Regions from separate parts of the Sus scrofa genome. Here region 1 is linked to region 2. The links are chromatin contacts, called in public Hi-C maps. All regions are on one chromosome and are shown on one strand. The core of a region is the stretch at or near the end of the contact, and the rest is flanking DNA. Distances in the headings are between cores, read along the strand shown.

What was found. A called contact is a pair of places that touch in the nucleus more often than the background predicts.
Region 1: a contact with region 2 is called in a Hi-C map of liver, with 3 times the contacts expected there. The contact joins two enhancer-like sites. A contact is called at or near these places in 1 of 5 promoter capture datasets (liver) and 4 of 47 Hi-C or Micro-C datasets (embryonic fibroblasts, liver and undifferentiated spermatogonia).

The regions. Positions count from the first base shown.
Region 1 is chr13:24,881,436-24,884,136 of Sscrofa11.1, forward strand. No RefSeq gene overlaps it. Among named protein-coding and RNA genes, the nearest start is that of RPL14, 190 kb to the left of the region's middle. Within about 2 kb of position 1,451, at least 2 of the 83 cell types and tissues checked have an H3K27ac peak or open chromatin away from gene starts, as enhancers often do. A contact at or near this core is called in liver, where this site is marked.
Region 2 is chr13:24,759,975-24,762,674 of Sscrofa11.1, forward strand. No RefSeq gene overlaps it. Among named protein-coding and RNA genes, the nearest start is that of RPL14, 66 kb to the left of the region's middle. Within about 2 kb of position 1,442, at least 9 of the 83 cell types and tissues checked have an H3K27ac peak or open chromatin away from gene starts, as enhancers often do. A contact at or near this core is called in liver, where this site is marked.

The DNA.
Region 1 (2,701 bases), core at 201-2,700, 120 kb after region 2:
AATAAATCGAAGAGCTCTGGGTAGAAAAATATACCATAACCAATGGAGTCTAGTCAAAAGCATATCTTGGATTTAATAATAAGAATGGCTTAATATAATGGTTTAATACCAGAGAATCTTTCCAGTTGTTTTTCTTTTAAAAAGTCAAAAATGTCAAAATCCAAGTGTCCATCAGTGGATGAATGGATAAAGAAGAGGTGATATATGTATATACAGTGGAATATAACTTGGGCATAAGAAAAGAATTAAATCTTGCTACAACTTGGATGGACCTTGAGGGCGTTGTGTTATGTGAAATAAGTCGAGCAGAGAAAGACAAATACATATGATCTTACATGTGAAATTTTAAAAACAAGTAAACAGGCTCAGGTACAAAGGACAAATTGTTGGCTGCCAGAGGTGGGAGTGGGAGGGTAGCCAAAATAGGTAAAAGTAGTAAAAGTACAAACTTCTAGTTATAAAATAAGTAAGCCTTGGGTATGTATGTAGTGTATATAGCATGGTGACTATAGTTAATTACACTGTATAGCATATTTGAAAGTTGCTAAGAGACTAGATCCAAAATTTCTTATAAGAGAAAAATTTCTTTGTAACTATGTGTGGGGATGAATATGAACTAGACTTATTGTAGTGGTCATTTTATAAAATATAAATATTGAATCATTATGTTGTATACCTGAAACTATTATTATATGTCAATTAAACCTCAAAAAATGAAAGAAGTTAGATGGAAAAAATCAAAACCTCATTAAGCCTTTTAACATGTATTTTATTGTTTGATATTTTTGACTGAGATAGGTGACATCATAATAGTTTCAGTGCTTAGGGCTTCTTAAATGTTTAAAATTTTTTAATGATTACAGCAAGAAGTTGGATAGCATGGCAGACTGGCTCCTTTGAAAGGGGCTTCTGGGTCTGGTGGTTGACACATTTAAGAGCAGAAGTTCTTGGGGGATGAGTATGTGAGAGAGAGAAAGAGGGCTGGTCTGAGGCCCCCTGCCCCTATAACCTAGCCCCTTAACAAGGGATGCAGGGCATTCACCTACCACCTGAGATCTGTAGCACTCTTAAATGTTTGAATTGACCTGGATCTCAAAGAAAAATGTGCCCTGCCTCTTGGGGGGATCATGGATTGGCACCTACACAGTGGCAAAGGTGGCAGCTAATTTCTAGGACATTCACAAGGATAATATTTTTAGATGCAGTGGTAGAAGAGTGAAGGTGACCTTGAGGTGGAGGAGGAAAGATTAACATTGTTAGGGATGAGTATAACAGTGAATCAGTCAGCTACTACAGTCCATTGTTGGCCTAGAGGAGAATCAGTGAGAGGGTTGCACCCATTTTGAACATTTCCACCCTGCCAAATCTACCTGGGTATGTGTATTAACTGAGAGACAGAGACAGAAGGGGGGAGGGTTGCTGAGAGGAAGCAGGGTGTTTTCTTTTTAAGAGAAGATCAATAATTTAGGATCAATACTTTGTACAGAGAACCTGCTGGTTACTCGTTTCTGGTTTGCAGCAATAGCTGCTTCTTACTGAGGCTGTTTCCCTGGAGGAATGCAGGAAACTGTCACACCAGGCCAGCTTGATGGGGTCTCCTGAGTGCCCTTGTGCTGGGCAGCATTCGATAACTCATCACTCACAGAGCTGCCAGACAGAACACAGGCAGACCTTTTTTTTTTTTTTTTTTTTGGTACATACTGCATCACATTATCTTGGACAACTGATCTTGTCCTTAATTTGATAGTGCACCAAACCCTATGCTGGTGCTTTAAGGACAGTATCTTTGCTCTAGTTTGTATCTATAAGCCCTGGATGCATTAAAATAGAAATGTAGAAAGTAAGGTCTTGGCGAACCTGTTTTTCTGGGACAAGTTGACTGTCAAAGTCGGCTGTGTGGCAAGCTAGCCCTGGGACAGCACTGCAAGCCCATAGAAGCATAGGGTGCTTGGCTCTTGTCAGCCTGAACCTGTTCATGCAGCCTAGAATCCTCACTTCCCCATCTTGAAGGGTGGCTAGCTGGCTTCTCTTCAATCTCTTCCAGGGATGGAAAGTTCACCACTATAAAACCAACCCTGCCCCTCTTTTCTAAAAATAAGAGAGCCTCTCTTGCTATGTTTGCCTGCTTTATCATTTAAAAGCCCTGTCAACTTTATAATGAAAAAAATGACACCTGCCAGTGTTTTATTTCCTATTTCTTTGATCTAGAGGTGTCAAATGGCTTTTTTCATGTCATTGATATTCATTCTTTGGTGATTTAGTTCCATCTTTCCTTTACTCATTCTTTTTTCTATTGGTGTGATAGTTTTTAAAATTAACTTATGAGAACTTTTACGACTTAAAATCATAGCCTTTATATTTTTGTACTTTGATATTTTTATATTTCTTTCCTAATTTTTATTGACTTATTTTATTTTTTATCTTTTTTTAGGGCCCCACCCGCAGCATGTGGAGGTTCCCAGGCTAGGGGTCTAATCGGAGCTGTAGCTGCTGGCCTACGCCACAGCCACAGCAATGTGGAATCTGAGCCGTGAATGTGACCCACACCACAGCTCACTGCAACGCTGGATCCTTAACCCACTAAGTGAGGCCAGGGATCAAACCTATGTCCTCATGGATATTAGTTAGATTTATTTCTGCTGAGCCATGATGGAGACTCCTCTTTCCTAATTTTTAATTTTGTTAGTGTTGGTTTTGGTGG
Region 2 (2,700 bases), core at 192-2,691:
TAGCCTTTATCATGTGCCAGGCATGGTGCTAAGTGTTTCCTCATTCAAAAAATCCCCCCAATCTCCCCACACCTTGTAAGGCAGTGCTCTAGACTAGGGGGCAGAAGGGGGTTTCAAGCCTAGGTTTGGAGCTTCAAGACTGAGCCCCCTCCCCAGTACCCGAGATGCCTTATTCCGATCAAAGACAAATTGCTGTGATGGGAAACCATGTGCCTTATTTTCCATATTTTAATTTATTACCAGATGGAGGCTTCAAAGTGGTTTTCCCTGTGGCTCTCACCTCCATTTATACTCACTTGCAGCCTCAAGGCTCCTCTTTGGGCTCAGCTGTACTTCACTTCCATCTGCTTCTCCTTCCTGGGATGGAGTGGAAGAGAAGATGGTGATGGGCAGAGCTGGGAAGGCAGGATGGGAGAGCCCTTCCCTGTATGTGTCCTGATGCAGGGAGGGTGGGTGAGGTGAGAGGTTACCCCACCCCCAGGCACCACTTGGCCTCCTTAGGGATAGTGACACTTCCTGGTATTTTTATCAGTGTCCTCTTCGGGCCCTGTTGAGTGGAGTGATGCTGGGCACACAGAATTAGAAAATATAAGGCATTCTTCCTGGGGTGACAGCCTCCTCACTGCCTCAGAGCTGTTGTGGGCCAGTGACGTGGACCCTCCCTCCTTTTGCTTCTCTGAAAGGCTCCCGGCCTCTGGGAGGTCCGGCTGCCTCCCAGATCTCAGGGCTTCATCTAAGTGATGAAGGTCTGTATCAGGTGGGCCTGGGACCTGGTGCTTTTTCAGTTTTTTATAATTTCACAGAGAGGTGCCTGTTTTAACAAGGATCATGGTTAGCATTTGAATTTTAAATTCATTAGGAAAGAGTGAGGGGTGTGAGAAGAGGAGATGTGTTCTGTAAATATATCAAGTTATGGTACCAGCACTGAGTGACAGGACGGAAGCCAGCTGGACAGAAAGACTGCTGCTGGATAGAGCCCCTCTCACCCTAAGGTTCTGGGATTCAGTGACCAGATTGCATTCATTTATTTTCATTAAGGTGTAAGTGACAGATACATTAATATGTCTATCTTTAGATTTTACACAGAGACTATGAACAAGGCCTCTCTCAGCCAGGTTCTCCAGACAGCAGCTCCAGGAACAAACAAAAGGAGCTGTACCACTGTGGGAAAGTGCTTCCCCAGTTCCCGACTGCTCATTCTAGTAAGTCCAGCCAGCCCTACTGGGAGGAGGTGGCTCTGGTGGGTCAGCCAGGCCAGAGGTGGACCTGGAACCATGGTTCAGGGATACCTCCCTTGAGTGGCTGCTGCCCCTTGAGCCTGATGGGCACCTCTGGCCAAGTGATACAGGAATGAAGTTGGCCCCTCTCCCTGCAGATGTCCTGGGGAAGGAGTGGTTGGGGAAGGAAACCTCCTCTCTTCCCAGGACAACTCCAAAGGCAAATATTTAGTCCATGGTCAGGTCCCAAGTCCCAGTTTCCAATTCAGCAAGTTGGCCTCTGAACATAAGGGCAGTGACGTCAAATGCAAAGAGATTAGGGAATTAACCAATTATTTGCCAAGTGCTTTCCTAGAATCCAGCTGGATTCTAGGCAGGAAAATAAAACATTTGTCAGGTGGCACGTGGTGGTGTTGCTGGCAAAGGATGGGTGCCAGGAGAGGGGGGTTGGTGGCACAGTGGAGCTCAGAGTAGGGGGCACCCCACCTGTGGTGCAAGGGAACGAGGGAGAGCCGATGTTTGGGGAAAAGTTGGAACCAGGGGAGTGATGAAAGCCAGAAGGGCTTCCACACAGAGGAGTGGCTTGTGCAAAAACCTAGGGGTGCCCTGGGCTTAGAGAGTAGCTCTGCCTCTGAGAAGAGAAGCCCTGTGGAGAGATGGGCCATGGGTGGGCCACTTTAGGAGGATTTGGAAAAGGAAGGAATGCCTAAGGGTACACACAATTTTAAGTCAACAGCACCGGTAGAAAACCAAACACTCCCTAGCACATCCCATCTATAGCCCCATGACCACGGGGAGCAGGCTGGCCAGAGGGCATGGCGCAGGGTTGGTTTCCCTGGGGTGGTGAGGGCAGAGGTCCTTTCACACTAGATTAAACATGAATCACTTGCAGGGTCCTTGCCACGCCCAGCCCCTTCTAAAGGTCACTGATCCCAAGTGTCTGGCATTGTGATTTGTGGCTGCTGCTAAGTGGGATGTCTCTAGTCAGGGGTCATCTTAGTGTGATGTTTTCAGGATTGGTCCCTGTGTAAGGGAGGGGGGGGCGTCGCAGCCCAAGACAGACATAATGGGGGAGAAACACAGGGCTGTCAGGAGAGGCCAGAGTGTGGTCAGCATGCTCCTTGCTCTACAAACCTTCCCTGGGTTCTGCTAGGGTTTGGGGTCAAGGGGCCCTCCTCCAGCCTCATAGCAGAGATAGCATCCCTGAGTCCCAGCCACTCCCAGCCTAGCCCCATGGGCCTCATGGGCATGGCTTCCTCCTTGCTGGTCTGGTCAGGTTTGGATAATAGAGTTCCCATTATATCATCCCACCTTCCCTGAGAAGGGCAATTCTGGCAATGATGGCCACGGCACACAGGGTCACGGGAAGGGCACTGGTGTCAGGCTCCAATACTGAATGAGACAGTTGCATCCACTGGGCAAATCACTCAGCTTCTTGAAACCTGCGATTTCTCTTCTGTACAGGGCCAACATCTCCAACTTG